Regions from separate parts of the Mus musculus genome. Here all the other regions are linked to region 2. The links are chromatin contacts, called in public HiChIP or PLAC-seq and promoter capture Hi-C maps. All regions are on one chromosome and are shown on one strand. Each heading gives the region's core, a stretch centred on a gene start, on an enhancer-like site or on the middle of the called end of the contact. The rest is flanking DNA. Distances are from core to core; before and after follow the strand shown. Region 1 holds the start of Tigar (Trp53 induced glycolysis regulatory phosphatase). Region 2 holds the start of Cd9 (CD9 antigen). Region 3 holds the start of D6Wsu163e (DNA segment, Chr 6, Wayne State University 163, expressed). Region 4 holds the start of Parp11 (poly (ADP-ribose) polymerase family, member 11).

Region 1 (3,756 bases), core at 133-2,632, 1.6 Mb after region 2:
CTGTCTCGAAAAACCAAAAAAAAAAAAAAAAAAAAAATCTAAGTAGGGATCGTTTCCCAGCAGGGTCTACATTGAAAAGAGGACAAGGGGGTTCATGTTCCTTTAGTGCTCCCAATAAAGCGGTATCATCTCCCGGAACATTCTAGAAAGCACAGGGACACAGAAAGACACAGGGAACCAGAGTTCTAATTTAGCCACTAAAATCCCTGAATCCTAAAGGTCCACTTCACATGATGCTGGAGACCATCTTCCTATAAAGAGGAAGCTGGACAGAAAAAGCATGCGTTGAAGAAGGTCGCCACAAGGTTCAAACGCTGTCAGCGTTCCTGTGAGCCCTATGAAGCCGGAAACGGTAATCAGTCCCGCTCCGAGAAGCTGTTCTGATAAGCCCTGACTACACAGGTGAGACTCAGCTGCTTTTTATCTGAGCTTTGCTTACAGAAGAACACGTTATTTAATTCTCGGGCATATTTCTTCCTCTCTGCTCCATGTGCTCCATCCTCTCCATTTGGTTAGATCCAGAGAGATTAGAAAGACTGCTGCCACCAATCTGCTTATCGGAACGCAGGTCAGAAAGATTAAGTCTGTCCTACGAGGCAGCTACTGAATCCCAACGAGGAGCCTGAATCCCAACCAAGCAACGCCTTGAAACTTCCCTCCTCTTACCCACCCTGAATCTGCCTACCATCATCACCAGGCAAACATGTACTGGGAAGGAAAACGATAGGTGACCTAAAGCCAGATTCTGCTCCATGAAATCTGTCATGATAAAAATGTTTGTTCAGGGTGATGCAGTCGACTGAGACGGAGATCTCGAACTCTCTAATTTTTTCCCTCAGAACTGTAGCCTCTGAAGGGAGGTAAATTGCAAAAGTACCCCCGATGCAAGGAGAAAGGGGGAGGGGAGGGTGAGAAAATAAGGCAACCAGCATAGGATAGATGAGGTGTGGCTCAGCAATTCTAAAAACTCTGGAATTTACTAGGGGGCAGAAAAGGTCACACTGAAAAGTCGAGAGGCCGGGTCATGTCTTCTCGCAATGGCTGGGAACCGTGATCGTGTGCTTCTCCACACTTCTTTCCTCGTGGAAAACGCAAGGCTCTTGACATTTAAGACCCGGCTTCCTCACGCAGGGTGTCGCGGATAAAAGATTGGACACGAGAGGATGCAAAGAAAAAGCACATGGAAAGCCCACCCTCCCCGGATTGGAGCACGTAGGGACCAGAAGAGACCCAGGCCAGGAAGCTCCCGGCAACTGCGATACTCACTGGCGGATAACGGTCAAGGCGAAGCGCGGCATTTTGGCACAAGACGCGTGAGCCACGACCCGGCTCTGCAGCAGCACCTCGCTGCGCCTGACTCTGGGACCACTTTGCCTGCACTACTTCCGTCTGCACGGCGGACCGGCCCCGTAGCTATTGGTCGAGGCGGCTGAACGTCACCACAGGGTTGCCAATAAAGGTGGAGCCTGAAACCGGAGAAGCCCCGCCCAGGCCAGTGGCGCTTGCGCTCCTGCGCGCCAACCTGTGATTGGCGCCTGGCAGGTGCGCGCGGCCCCGCCCTGGGTTAACGCCCTGGAGTCTTGCCAGAGCTAGACCGCCGCCTGCACCAGGGACAGATAAGGACTGCTTTGATTGTTTTATGCTGAACTGATTTGAGGAAGGCGTGCAAGGTGTAGTGTGCCTGTAGTGTGCCAAGGCGATGGCTCTCCTCTGGTGGTTACACAGCCAGACTGCATCCTTTGAGGGTTAGCTGTTATCCTTTACCTGGGAAGTGAGGTCAAAGTAGGTATGTAGATCCAAACCAACCTAGTTTCTCTCTCAACTTCTTAACCAAAGACTTTTGTCAGGCCACTTTCTTGCCTTCTGCTTTGCTGAGCCTGGTCCTCCCAAACATTATTACCAAGTATTTTCGCTAATGCTGCTATCATTTATAATTAAGTTACTCTAGAGCTCTCCACTGATACCTGTTGTATTAAGAGTTTAATTCAACCATTTCTTAAAATAATTCCTATTGTAATGAACGTTATCTCTGTTGCACTGATCTAGAGGAAAGTCGTTTCCTTAAAAACAAATGCAGGGACAAAGGTTCTGTATAAAACCCCTCGAGAGGGGTTGGGGAGTTGGCTTAACCCTTTAAGAGCCCAGATTATTTGCTCCTCTGGAGAACCAGGTTCAAAGCCCAGTGCACCCACAGAGGCAATCAAACATCTGTAACTGCAGTTCCAGGAAGACCATTTACTTTCTGCTGACCTCTGGGCTCACGTTATGCACAGACATTCAGGCAGAGCACCTAGACACATAAAATAAAAAGAAATATCAACAAATAAATAGATGTCTTCAAGACTGAGACTGAGCCTCTAGTCCTCAGCCATATAATAGGAACATAGGGACAAAAGGGCTATAGGGGCTGGAGGTCAACAGCCTGTGCCCAGCCAGCCAGGCCTGGCCATCTAGCCTTCCTAAGACAACTGAGAGCCAAATAAATAGTGAGGGAAAAAAAGGAGGAAAAAGAGGTTTATTCAGTGTATCCACTGTTCCTCACCTCAGTCCATTGGTGGGATCCTAAATTTTCTCTGAAATTTTAAATGGAAGCTAAGAGATAGACATGCCTAAGCAGCCCAGCCACCAAGGTGTAGTCGCCCACAGAGGAATGTCTCATCTCTGCCTATCTCTAGCAAGTGATGTTCCTTCCAGAGACTGTTCCCTCCTCTGACTGCCTTCAGGACTTTTTCTCACTCCAGCAAGAGATTCCCGGAGAGATGGAGAGACTCCCAGTCTCTTGGGATCCATTGTTTCAACAGACTCATAGCCAAAGAGAGGGCACAAGAGTCCCTTTTGGCTATATTTATTTTTACCAAGTATGGTGGCACATACCCTTAGCCCCAGCACTCAGGAGTCAGAGGCAAGAAAATCTTCTGAGTTTTAGGTCAGCCTGGTCTACACAGGGAGTTCCAGGCATCAGGGGTTACATTGTTAGCCCCTGTCTGATGATGATGATGATGTGATGATGATAAAACAATATACTGGCTAGTTCTATGTCAATTTGACACAAGCTAATGTTATCTAAAAGAAGTTGTCTTAGTTAGGGTCTTATTGATGTGAAGAGACACTGTGATGGCTATTCTCAGTTGCTAATTTGACTGTGTCTGGAATGAACTTCAGTCCAAAAATGGGAGCATGGCTGTGATCCAGATCTTGAGGCTGGAAGATTTTGATCTGGATTTTGAAGCATAGTGGCCATGAAAAGCTTAGGCCCAGGCAAAGTGATACACCCCTTTAATCCCAGGAGACAGAGGCAATCGAATCTCTAAGTTCAAGGCCAAGCTGGGACAAAGCAAGTTCCAAGTAAAGAACAAGTTAGGTCCAGGCACGGTGGTGCACACCTTTAATCTGGGCCTTCCCCTCTGCTGGAGGCCGACATGGGAACAATGGACAACCTTCTTCCCTGCCTGCTTGCACTTTCTTGCCAGCACATCTGTCGGAACCTACTCCTTCAGCATTCCAGCTTACGCAGAAGACCAGCTGCAACAACTAGCCTCGTGGGACTGAGCAACCGCTAGATTCTTAGACTTCCCATTCACAGCTGACCATTGTTGGGTTAGGTGGACTACAGACTGTAAGTCATTCCAATAATTTCCCTTACTACATAGAGACATTACAGAACTTCTGTGACTCTCAACAACCCTGACCAGTACAGATACCATGACCAAGCCAACTTGTATAAAGGTAAACATTTAATTGGGGCTGGTTTACAGT
Region 2 (4,226 bases), core at 1,597-4,096:
ATCACCTGCCATTCAGACATTAGGAAGATGTTTTCTTTCTCAATTCTTTTCTTTCTCTTTTGGAGGGAGTGGAGGGATAGACATGGAGATCTGAGAGAAATTTGGGAACCACCAAAATAGGCTTGTGAGGTCTGGCTCTGAGGTTGTCGGAAAACAGACCGATTGCTGGCTTGGTTGTGGGCAGGAGACACCCAACTTCAGAAAGGCAGGCTGGGCAGGCTCAGCTGTCACAGAGCATGTCCCACAGGGGACATGCTCGGGCCTAGGAGAAAGACAGATTCCCCTTTGCCGGTCCTCCCTCTCTTCCACTGTCCCAGGGCGACTACGAGAGGCTGGCTTCTCTTTGGATTCCTGCCATCCAGCCGCTCAGTATCCTCTACAGACAAAGGTGGCCTCTGCTTTCCAAAGCCCACACCAGGCACCAAATGTCAAGTTCATAAATCACTGGTCTCAAGAGATTGAAGAGGTGACATCATAATGATCCCAAGGGTTCCCCCGAGAGAGATCACCGCCTGTAGTAAAAGATATTTTGAGGAGTTTCCTCTCAGCCTTCCTTTGCTCCTGCCCAATACTAACTACCTCACTTGATAATACCCTATCACTTGACCCTGCCTTTAGCACTTAACCTATCATGGGCAAGATTTCTGGTCAAAATGGGAATAATGTTTCTTTCTCTGGTTATATCATGGAGCTTGGGGAGGCCTTTGGAGACTGTAAAATACTTAGCACAGAGATTGTAACAGGACTGTCCCTATTAGAGCCCAGGGTAGGGCAGGTAACAATAATTAACATAGTAAACCGCCCACCTCCCTAATGGTAAGAGACAGGAGAGTAAAGAGAGCAAACAAGGGGCCCAGAGGTTACAGTACTAACTCGGCTTGCGATCTTGGGCACCCTGGTTCCTCACGGTGGACACGAGAGCTAGCACCTCCAGCTGGTGCATAATCTCCAATGCAGTTCCCAACCCCAAAGTCAAACCCTTCTAGAGTGAGACTGTCCTGCTTCAGGAGGCAGAGTCAGCCAGCAGCAACTTGTCAGGGTTCTGGATAGGAGCGGAAGTGGCAGCAGGAGACAAGATGGGCAGACTGTAGGCCAGCAGGCAACAGAATGAGAAGACATAGGGTGGCCATGGGCACCTCCTCTCAGCCCCTTACATACATATGCCATGGGGGGCAGATGGGAGATGTAGGCAACTATGTGGTTTCCCCTTAGCACCAAACTTTCACACCATCTATGCAGGCGTCTGGGGACTGACCGACAGACTAGCAGGGAAGAGACTAAAAGGTAGAGGGAGGAAAACTCCCCAAAGGACAGGGCGGGGTTGGGTGGGGCCAGCTGCCTTCAGACTTTGTTTTGTAACAAAGCGCTCAAGCTGATGAGTGGACCAAGCCAAGCCTGGGAGCTGGCTGCCTGTCTGCAGAACTGGGGAAACACAAGCAGGGAATGTCCTCTGACATCCTCTTAAGTTGTATGGGTGTGGTGGCTCCTAGAAACCCAGGGCAGTCTCTGCAGGTTGTGCAACACTTCCAAGCAACCCTGGAGAGTATTAAACCTTACAGTTGCTGGAAGATGGTGAGCATCCCGGTGGCCAGCTCCAAAGGGAATAGTGGACTTTTTAGTTGTTGTTGTTCAAAGTCTCTGGTGGCACAGGAGTTGCCTAGTTAAGCTCTTTCCTGATTGCCTGGGAGCAAATTCCGTCCATTTGTGTTTGGGAGTGTGCCCTCTCAGAATCAGGACAAAAGGGTCTTCCGTGTATTTCCTTGCTTCTGTCCCTGAGTTTTGGGAGAGTGGACACTCTCTTGTTGCCCTACCCAGAGGCCCATCTGTAGAGTCTACTAGCACCTGCCTCTGGACCCTCTGCAGGTGAACGGCCATTCCCCTTGGCCCCACCTGGACATTTTTAGAGCGAGGCTTCAAGCCCGCAGTACCTGATTACCTGGGAAATGCAGAAACACCGGATTTATCCCATCTAGAGGCGCCAATAGGCACCTTCCCCGCCTTCTTTTCTCTTAACTCTCCCAGAGTTCTCTACAGCCAAGATAGTTATCGCTCTTGAAAAAGAATCAAGACAATCTAGTCTTTCAGGTAGCTTAGAGAGAGGCATGGACGTTTTCAGTTGAGAGTTCAGGTCCTAAACAAGGAATGTCCGACCTCCAGGTGCAGGGAAGACTCCCCACACCCACTTCCTCTCCCTCCGTAGCACCCCTTGTCACTTGTGGGACCACCGAAGTGGGAGACGCTCGACTGCCCTGCTGGCAAGGAGCCTTGCGGGCCGGGGAGGGCATCGAGTTACTCGAAAAGGTTGCTCCGCTCCTCCCTCACTCCTCTCTCACACTCGGGGGTGCTCCGGGTGGGAGCAGGCACAGAGCCCATCTCAAATACTCGGCGGTAGAAGGACCCGGGAGCGAAGTGCACAGCCGGAGCCACCAGGACCCTCGGCTCTCCCACCCACTTGCTCCTCCCGCCCACCTGCCAGTCCCGCCTGGCCAGCTGGCAGCCGCTGCGCCTTTCTCTACTCGCCCGGAGTCCGCCTGGCGCGCGCAGTACCAGCGGCTCCCGGCGCTCTCGGCCGCCGGGACACTCTCCGCCCCGGACGCCGTCTCGGGCCTGAGAACAGGTGGCCTCGGAGAGGAGCGCGCCGACAGTCGCCTCTCACTCACCCAGAAGATGAAGTTAAATCCGAAGAGCAGGTATTTGATGCACTTGCTACCTCCTTTGACCGGCATGGTACAAGCTGGAGTTGCGTGGGACAAGAGGCACGAACGACTGGGACAGAAGGGACTCGACAACCGACTGAGACACGCTGCGGCTAGGGGCTGGCCTGAGGCTCCACTTTTAAAAAGTGCCACTCCTTACGGCGCTCGGCCAGCTGCTATGCGCATGTGCGGAGGGATGCCGACCCCGCCCCCCGGCCCACCTGCCCCGCCCATGCTCTAATCCCCTCCCCAGACCCAGGTTCTGGGACTTCGGTTTCACCCTCAGTGCAGAGCTCTCTCTGCACCTAACTTTTGCCGTCTGGTTTCTAAGATCCTCTTTCCCTCCATCTTCCTTCTTCCCACCGTCTCGGGGTCTTTCCGGACCTCCGTACCCGACTTCTTTTACGGGGAGTTAAGTGCCGGCCTCGCCTTTCCCGTTCATCCTAGTTCATCCTGGGCTCTGCATAAGAGCTCACGTTGGAAGACCCCCAAGGGCCATGTAATCTTAAGAACCTTTTCAGATTCCCGAGGCAAGTCTGCGAGCCCCTATTTGCCTGGCTTGCGTTCTCTCTGACACCTCCTTGTAAACCTTTCTGGACTGAACGCACTTAGTTGAGCACGGTGGCCGCTAGAATGTTCTAGGTGCTAATCTGAGCAGTTCTACTTTGCTCAGAAACTTTCTACGTTCAGAGACTTGAGTTGAAACCCTTCTTCATCCTGTATTTACTCCGTTCATTCCCTGCCACACCTGATGCCACACCCCTACTCTGCTGCGCCTCCATGCCTGCAGGGGTGTATGCTGGCCGCCCTGCCTCCTTGTGAAAATTCTATTGTGCTTTATTATTTTTTTTATTTAAATCTATTATTATTTTGAGACAGAGTCTTACTATGCTGTCCTATCTGGCTTGGAACGCCCTGTGTAAACCAGGCTGGCCTTGAACTCATAAAGATCTGTCTGCCTCTGCTGGGATGTGCCAATACGCCCAGCGATTTCATTTCTTTTGAAGTAGGATTTAGCCGTTTGTAGACCTACTGACCCGGAATTTGCTTATGTAGCTCAGGCTATCTTCAACTCCAGTCCTCCTGCCAGAGCGGTTCAGGCCACCACGTCCTGCTCTGTGACTCTCTAAATTCTTTCTTGATTTTTTCAACAGGGTGAAGAGGCCCTTCTCAATATCCTTTACAGTTTTCTCTTCCTCACCCCTGCAGGAAGTTTCCTTAGCATTCTTCATTGCAAAAGCAAACCGTACTTATTACAGAAACATCAGAAAATATCAGAAAGCAAAAAGAATGTGAGTTAAAATTTTTTTTCCTGGGTTAAAGTACGTTGGAGGCCAACGCCACAGGAGACCCGGTCCCCAAAAACAAAAAATAAAAACAAGAAACTTTTTCACATAGCAAACCCAGCTCTGTTAGCATAGCACAGCTCTTGTTTTACTGTTTATCAGTAGACTGGCTTCACTATTTATCAGTAAGTAGACTGATTCATTAATAGACCCAGTTAAAAACCTTTTTTTTTTTTTTCCCACA
Region 3 (4,240 bases), core at 738-3,237, 1.4 Mb after region 2:
GAAGCAAGAGAAATCTAGTCCTGTCTTCTAAACCTCATTATCTCAAAGGGGCCCATCTCAGTCAATACAGAGACGTAGCTCAGTCCATAGAGACAGTCAACCTTGATTCTTTGTTTTCTCTCCTCTATAACCACTTGTCAGAAGTACCTAAACTTGAGCTGGAGAGATGGCTCAGTGGTTAAGAGCACTGACCACTCTTCTAAAGGTCCTGAGTTCAATTCCCAGCAACCACATGGTGGCTCACAACCATCTGATGCCCCCTTCTGGTGTATCTGGGAACAGCTACAGTGTACTCATATAAATAAATCTTAAAACAAAACAAAAAAAACCCTAAACTTACTTGCTCCATCTCCACACCACACACACACACACACACACAGTGCCAAAGTCACACACAACTGATAGCATCTCAATTCCCCCCTCCCCCCTGCTTTCGCTCTGGCCACTCCAGTCCCCCTCAGAGCCAACCAACAGCCGGTGGCCTTTATAAAAGTGAAATGAGAATATCTCAGGCCCTCCACCACTGAAACTACAGATTTCCCATTTGTCTCAAATAAAATTCAAACTCCTAAGACCTACAAGCTGCTTTAGATAGATTTAGATAGATTACAACTGCTTTGTAATCTATCTGACTCAGTCCTCAATCCATCCACATGCTTGTTCATCCCACACCTTCAATCTGCTTCTCAAACATGGTGAACCTTGGGCTTTGGCTCCTATTTCATGTGAATGCCCCTTACATTTTACCTAGGTAACGCGTTCATATGATTTAAAGTAAGGCTTTTCTCCTTCCTCCTATGTTACATTGTGGTGTTTATTTTGTTACTCCCCCTTATCTCTCCCCACCCCTCTTCCAATAGAGTGTAGCCTCCAGCTCTTAGTACAATACAGGCCTAGGAGAATTCACTAAGTTTATTGTTGTTTGGTTTTGCAGGACTGGGGTTTGAAGCTGGGGGCCTCTCATCTGCTAGGCAATCACTGGACCACTGGGCCATAGTCTCAGCTATATTCAGTCATTCTACTAAATGGATGGCCAGCCTGGCATCCCGGTTGTGATCACAGAGAGATTCCAACAGTCTAAAGGAAAGCAGATAGGAACTGGGGGTCATGTGACAGGGCACCACGGCTTGAGCTGGAAGTTAAATGGGCCTCTCTGCCTAGGGATTTGAGGGAATAGGCACACCTGCTTTTTCTGTATCGCTCAACGTATGACAGCCACTTAACGCGGTCGCTCGCTGTCGCGTTAAGCGCGACTCAAATGCTAGCCTACCAGGTCCCTCTGGAGTGGGGTGACTCAGGGGCGACAGCTGCAGAAGGAGGCCGAGGGGCGGCAAGCGAGATGCCAGGCGGGCTCCTCTGAGCAGCGGGTGGCTCTCACCGGAGACTGGCGACGAGCACCCACCCAATCGCGCTGCCCTCTGTCGGATCTCGTCCTCTCCCGCAACCATGCATGACAGTGGCCCCCATCGTCCCCGTCCTTCCTCTCTGCCCCGCGGGACGTCACCAACCACTCACCTGATAGGACGCACCATGGTGCCCTGCCTAGAGCAGCAGTGCTCTGGAGCTGGGGAGCAGCTGTGGCGGTTTCAATTCCCGCCGAAAACCAGACGTCGCGCTCCACGCCCCGCTGCGCCAGCCCGCCAATCACCGCTCGCCTGCCTGAGGCGGCGCCTGCGTGCTGAAGAGAGGGCGCCTGCGCACACACACCGTGGCCCGGGCACGCCATCCTGGATCCTGTCTGCTCAGACTTAGCTTTTGTTTTGATACTGCACTTTCGTCACAATTGCGATTTGGTACCGAGTCTAAAATACAATATAAAAATAGCGACACGCCTCCAATATTTAGAATGACTAACTTAAAAATAACTGGAACAAAGGGGGTCTTGGATAGGCGTTTTCCTTGGCGCTTGAGGAAAGAGAAACATGAGTTCCGAATCTGCCAAAGTGGATCTATTGGAGGTTAAAAAAAAAAAAGCAAGAAGTCAGCTGACTTATTTGGGCAGTTCTGCGTTGACAGCTCCAAGTGTGCTTTGGTGTCTGATGAGAGAGGTGAGTTCGAGCCCACAGCGAAGAAGCCCCTTCAGTGTGGAGGACCCAATGACGGTATCTGGTACAGACTTAAAGAACAGAAGGAGTCTTCTAAGGGCCATCTAAAGTGCTGGAGTGCAGCTTGCCATTGCCAGTTCAGTGTTTGTGGTCAACTAGGCTTGTCGTTTTGCATGTTGCTCTGACAGGGTGTAGGCACACCCAGAGAATTCGGAGACGTAAACTGGATTACGATGAATTGTATCCTGAGAGCAACAGACCACAGGAACAAAGAGTAACATGAAAACGTGTGTTTTTATTGGTTTTGTTCTGTTTCATGTTACAATGTATTCTAATTACTGTCTCACCTTATGTCGCACCTGTCCCTACTAACTTGCCCATCCCTCTAATCTCTGCATTTCCACCAGTCCCCTTTCTAGATTCATGTCGTTGGGTTTTTTTTGTTTTGGTTTGGTTTTGTTTGTTTTTGTGACCCTATATCTTAATTAGACCAGACTATTGAATTGCGACTACTCATTGGAGCCTGGTGGGGGCACCCGTGGGCACACAACTGAAAAATAACTTCCCTTTTCCTGAATCTGCCCATAGAAAACAGTTCCTTAATGACACATGGGTCATTCTGAGTCGTCTTCTCTCTTCCCTCTGCTGCTGCTGAGGCTAATCTTATGCAGACCTCTGACACTGCAGTGAGTTTACTGCTGTAATGGCAGCGTCTTGTCAGAAGGTGGCATTTTGTCTTCCTCTCTATGATCTGGTTCCTCTATTTTTCCACTTCCTATTCTGCAGTGTTCCTTGAACCTTCACAGAGGTGGTATAAATGCCTTGTTTAGGGCCGAGTCCCCATCCATCACATGTTCTCACCTTGTGGCACCTGGAGTCTGTACATTCATTATAGTTCACTGGAAAGAGACAATTCTCTGATTAAGTCTGGGAGTAGCACTTGTCGTGGGTATAGACATGGTGGTTTGACAGTGTCCATTTAACTGAACAACAGTATTTATGTTCCCCCCCAGGGCCCATCATCTTCCCTGCTATGGGTTTCCAACAGGAATCATAGTGCCAGGCAGGGGTATGCTCCTATAGAGCTGACCTCAAATCCAGTCAGAGCAAATTGGATACCCTCATAATGGTACCCTAGTGCCCAGATGAGCATGTCTTGCCTGGCAGGTTAGTAGAGTTCATAGAGTCCACAGCTGGGTTGGACCAGTAATGAAATTTCTCTTATAGCAGCCTCCTTAGTATCTTCAAGGACCATAAAAGATAGCCAGCAAAGAGGAAGCTTCCAGCAGAGTTCCAGCTTGGCTTTTTTATATCATCAATTGAGCTGTGCAGTGTCTTTAACAACAGAGTTTATCATCTAGTTTTTATGGACGACCAAGAACAATGACAACAATCTCTACTGTCCTGGGAGTTCATATATATATATATATATATATATATATATATATATATATATATAAATGCATACATATATATGTACATATATGTGTGTATACATAGACTGATGGCTAGCTCTTTAAGGGACCTCGACTCCTACTGTCTTTACTGCATTTTCTTTTCTCTGAGTAGTGTTCAGTGTGCCTTGGGCAGCATCCTGTGTGGTCTGTTCTGTGCCCGTGCTTCCTACTTGGAGATCTTTCTTGTGTTCCCATATCCTTTTTCTGATACATCTCCTGACCTTCAACATCAAACATCTTCAAGCTACCACTGGGTCTCCGTTGTGTTTGGCCACTTGTATGAGTTCCGTAAGCTAGCTGTACACTTACAGACCCCCAACCCGTCCCTCCTCCAGCATTTCCTCTTGCCCCCCCCCCACTCTGTACCTTCCCTTGTATTAACTACTTGTTATTCTTCCCTAGGAGTAAAAGTACTTCTTGAGCATATTGTTTGCTCTGAAATTAACTTTAAAATAACTTTTCATTTTAAAAAAAAAGGAAGAAGCAGCATTTGGTTTTTGTCACGAAGATGAATGTGCAGGAATAAGCAGGAAACACTATAATAGACTGGTTGTGGTGGTGCACACCTTTAATATCAGCACTTAGGGTGGGGTGTGCTGAGACAGGAGAATCAAATGTCTGACATCATCCTAGGATACGTAGTCCTAAGTCACCCCAAGATGCACAGTGAGACATCCTCTCTAATAAAATGGAAGGAAAATGAAGACTGGAGTCGTTGGTTCAGCATCGCATGGGGGC
Region 4 (4,130 bases), core at 1,383-3,882, 2.0 Mb after region 2:
AAAAACCAATCTAGTCTTCTTTAGAACCATGTGATCCGCACACGGTTGCCAGCGCTCTGGCTCTGGGCCCACAGTCCAATGAAACAGAGAGGTGTTCCCCTGCTGGGTGGTGTGCTACTACATTAGAAGGACACTGCACACACTTTATACATAGAAGGTGGTTCCTGGGAAAGCTGTGAGAGAGTGAACCCCAATGATTAGCACCCCCTACCACCTCAGAAACTGGAAGACGGTAATGAAGTCATATTATTTTATTTTAGAATATATTAGAAACTATTTAGGAATATTTTAGAGAGTCTAAGATTCATTTCATTCTTTAGCAAAGTAAGATGTAAGTCATCCTGACTTTCAACTCCAAACACCTGAAAGGGCCCAGGCAGGTCCAGTGAGAAGGAGAGCCGATCTGTGCACTTTAATCATACAATAATGTTGCCTGCAAATAAGATGTTCTAAAACTTTAGGAAATTTTGAGAAAGTATAGAACAAGATAATATTCATTCAGTCTTAAATGCAGTAAGAAGGGTCTCTAGGTGATTCTCAACACTCTTTAAATACACTATTATTTGTAAATCGGTTTCTTTCTATCCCTAGTTTCATATATGAAAGGCTTTTAAATGCTATCAGTTGCTTCTTCTATTTCATTGCTGTATCTGTTTCAAGCTGGGTCATCAATATGACGAATGACATGAAAAGATTTACTATTCTTCTATCTGCCCTTACACTCCTGAAATTAACTATACTTGTCATAGTGTGTTAGTTTTATAAGACTTTCTTAGTTTAATTTATCTTTTACTTATGATTAAATTTTATACTGGGTGTGATGGCACATGACCGTAATCTCAGCCTTTGGGTGATGGAACATTTGAGATGACCTTGAGCTACACGAATAGATCCTGATTACTTTTAATAAGCTGTAGTATCAGGATGATGCTAGCTAGCCTTGAGAAGGGAGCAGTAGCAATTGAAGCAACTGTGGGCTAGTCCTTTTCAAGGCCGAGTGGGTCTCGACAAGGCAAGTTAACCAGGGAAGTTAGGACAAAATCTTTTGAGGGTTGAGAGTTATACTTCATTTTCTTTGAAGCCTTAAGAGTTAGCAAGGTGATATGACACGGTAAGTTTACAAAAGTCAACAGCTTTCCTAAATTAGAGCAATGAAAACTGTTTCACTTGGAAAAAAAAAAACCTATAAAATAGCCAAATCAAACACATAAAGGTTGTTGTAAAAATAGCTTTAATGTACTTAAAGATATCAGAGACCTAGGCAGGAGGGGCATAACTCAGTGGTGGAAGAGGTGTTTAGCATGTGTGAGGTTCTGGGTTCATATACCCAGCCCAGCCCGACTCCCGACACATGGCCTGAAATACAGGAAGAAGTGTGTTCTGGATGAGAACTCATTATTTTGAAAAAAACTGAAAAAGAAAATTAGGAGATATTTCTTATCAAAGAGCAAGTACATTAGGAATCTATACATTATAATAGCATGGCAAAGCATAGGAATAAGCAGAGGATTAGCAGATAAGAATATTCAGGAATATATGTATATATGCATATGCATGCAAATTTAGCAAATGTACTTCAAAGTAGTAAGAAAAAATAATTATGCTATGCAATAAGTATTTGGGCAACTGGTTAACCATTTGGCAACAATTTTTAGAATTTCTTATTGAACAGTATCATTTCTAAGAATTCGTTCCAAAGAGGTTAATGAATGTCTGAACAAAAATAGTGATTATAGTAATTTTTGTTACATAGTAACTTGTGTCTCTCACAGTAGATTATTTAAGATATGTGTGTAACATGTAAACTATGGAATGCTATAGTCTGAAGAAATAGATTCATACACATGGGAATGGAAAAATATATTAAAATGTAAAAAACAATCAGGTTCTGAATCTGTGGTCATTCTTTGACCTATTTTTAAAAATACACCTATAGTCTCACACTACTTCTTTGCCTTTAAGAATATTCTTCCATCGTACCTCTTTTGTGACCGGTGTAAGAACCTATTTGAGGCCTTAGCATTCAAGGCACTCAGGTAAACCTGCTTGGAAACCTCCATATTTGCCATGCTGTCTAAAATTTCACGTTTTTACATTCTTGCGTTTCCAAATTACTTTTTGCTTTCTTCTGTCGATTCTAAAATCCACGAGGACAGGGACAACATATTGGTCAGTGTTCACGTCCAAGCCCAGTGACACGTGGCCAATAGCTCCCTTTATTTATTTATTATTTTCTAGATTGCAAACACCTAAGCACCTGATTTCAGCAAGCTCATTTACACCCTCAGGTAGAACTATCATCACCTCCAATTCGAGGATGTTGCAAACAACAAAGAGGTTTGAAGCTTTAACCTTTAAGCCATTGGTCGAGTTGTGCTTCTCAGGCCTAGTACTTGGTTGGCCACTAAACTCGGTATAAGGTGATCTTTAATAAACGTAGGTTCTGCATGGAGGAAACGCAGCCTGCCACGCTTGACGATCACGTGGTGGGTATGATGGCCGGCTTCAAACAGCTTTACCACACAGGTAAAGGCGGCCCGCGACAGCACGCGCGGAAGTTCCAAGGGCGCCATAGAGGCGGAGCGAGTTTGCGGTGGGCGGGACCGCCACTGATTGGCTGGATCCAGGCGGAAGTCGGGAGGTTCGATGGTCCGAAGACGCCAGCTTGTGACGGGGAGGGGGAGAAGGAAGGCTTCCGTAAAGGGTGCCTTTCGGTCCTTTCGCTCCTGGGGACCCTCGGAAAAAGCCCACCATATCGACCCCACGGCTAGCCCCTCCCCCAGGCTCTCTCCGCTCGATTTCGCACCGTTATGTGGGAAGCGAATCCGGTGAGTAGCCGGCGGGACGGGGCGGGCCCAGTGGGCGGGGTTGCCTGAGAAGGGCGGGGAGGCGTTCCCGGGAACTCGCCCCCGCGGTGCCTCAGGCTGGGGGTTTGCGTTCCGGGGTCGTGGCTGTCCCGCTTCGCGGGGGCCTCCTGCGGGCCGTGGACTCGCAGCTTTGAGCCGTGGGAGCGTTCGGTGGCCGCTTCTACGCTGTTGCTTTCCTTTCCCGATTGTTGATTTTACTTCCGGGGGCTTCTCTGTCTTCGCTTTTTTCCCTCATTTTATATTTTGTATTCTGCTTTCCAGTTGAAGTTACTGGCTTTCGAACCTGCTAGTTCCTTTCGACCCCCGCACCCTCGTTGCTCCTTCTTTTTGGAGCTACAGAGCATGGAGGATCCTCTATATGAGTTTCAGGGGATGACGTTCTTAAATGTTTTCTTTCCGTGGTTAGAACAATGATCTGGAATCCTTTGTTTGCCTTCAGTAGGTCTTATGTCTGCAGGCATTTTTTTTTAATACTTGCTTTCATTCATTGGTTCGTTCGTTCATTCATTCGTTCGTTCATTCAAACTCCTACCCGCCATGAATGAGGATTCAGATCTATTTGTCAAGAGTATTCAGATCTTGTTATGGGAATGTAATAGTGAGAAAAATGTACGCTGAACTTAAAACTTCGGGGTCGATGGGCAGAATCGCATTTCAAGAAATTTGTGGACTTAGTTTGTGAAACTACCTCAGAAGCTGAGCTAACCATTAATTTGACTTCAATAACCCTCTAAGTCAATACTTGAAGTAACCCTTTTGCTTTCCCTCACAAAACCAGTAACCTACTTCCTACTTAAGTGTATTATCAGTTAAGTCTATCAGTAAATTTTCCCACGTCTGAAAGTTAGTACCTGATTAGAAATGAGCCCATGAATTGGGATTCAGTCCACATTGTAGTTCCATTCCATCCCATTCCATCATGACAGTTACCAGATAGTTTTGATTCATACACTAATACTGTCATCAGATCAGGGCAGAGGAAAGTATACGTTTGGATGTGATTTTAGCAAAATTGGGATAGCTGTTCATACATACACGCTGTTCACTGTTAACTATTAAGTGTCATCAGTATCCATCTCTTACATGTCAATATGGAGTTGGTTTTTACCAGCCGCCCCGCCCCTTTGTGTTGATTTCCCCACAACATACGTCAGCAGTGTATATATTCTGTTCAAGGTCACGTACTTCAAATCCTCTGAGTTGTGTGTTCAACTAGAGAACAGCTCCTGTTGCACAAGAAATGCTTGTTGAATTCTTGACAGT

The links. Promoter capture Hi-C pulls out the DNA fragments that hold promoters and counts their contacts. HiChIP or PLAC-seq counts read pairs in DNA pulled down with a chosen protein or histone mark.
Region 1: a contact with region 2 is called in an H3K27ac HiChIP or PLAC-seq map of embryonic stem cells, with 2.4 times the contacts expected there. The contact joins the promoter of Tigar here to the promoter of Cd9 in region 2. A contact is called at or near these places in 2 of 39 promoter capture datasets (embryonic stem cells and liver) and 1 of 115 datasets of contacts at active chromatin or transcription factors (embryonic stem cells).
Region 3: a promoter capture Hi-C map of the 3T3-L1 cell line shows a contact between it and region 2, with 5 times the contacts expected there. The contact joins the promoter of D6Wsu163e here to the promoter of Cd9 in region 2. A contact is called at or near these places in 3 of 39 promoter capture datasets (the 3T3-L1 cell line, embryonic stem cells and hippocampal neurons) and 1 of 115 datasets of contacts at active chromatin or transcription factors (pancreatic cancer cells).
Region 4: a contact with region 2 is called in a promoter capture Hi-C map of hippocampal neurons, with 5 times the contacts expected there. The contact joins the promoter of Parp11 here to the promoter of Cd9 in region 2. A contact is called at or near these places in 2 of 39 promoter capture datasets (hippocampal neurons and liver) and 1 of 115 datasets of contacts at active chromatin or transcription factors (astrocytes).

What each region holds. Positions count from the first base shown.
Region 1 is chr6:127,108,170-127,111,925 of GRCm38.p6, forward strand. It overlaps Tigar (Trp53 induced glycolysis regulatory phosphatase), which reads right to left and starts at 1,383. Exons shown (of 6, transcript NM_177003.5): 1 at 1,267-1,383. The coding sequence starts at 1,298.
Region 2 is chr6:125,491,914-125,496,139 of GRCm38.p6, forward strand. It overlaps Cd9 (CD9 antigen), which reads right to left and starts at 2,847. Exons shown (of 8, transcript NM_007657.4): 1 at 2,661-2,847. The coding sequence starts at 2,726. Gm26728 (a long non-coding RNA gene) reads left to right here and starts at 1,520. Exons shown (of 6, transcript XR_869432.2): 1 at 1,520-1,572; 2 at 3,851-3,988.
Region 3 is chr6:126,937,979-126,942,218 of GRCm38.p6, forward strand. D6Wsu163e (DNA segment, Chr 6, Wayne State University 163, expressed) reads left to right here and starts at 1,988. Exons shown (of 14, transcript NM_138594.3): 1 at 1,988-2,048. It overlaps Rad51ap1 (RAD51 associated protein 1), which reads right to left and starts at 1,609. Exons shown (of 9, transcript NM_009013.4): 1 at 1,516-1,609. The coding sequence starts at 1,532.
Region 4 is chr6:127,450,995-127,455,124 of GRCm38.p6, forward strand. Parp11 (poly (ADP-ribose) polymerase family, member 11) reads left to right here and starts at 2,633. Exons shown (of 9, transcript NM_181402.4): 1 at 2,633-2,828.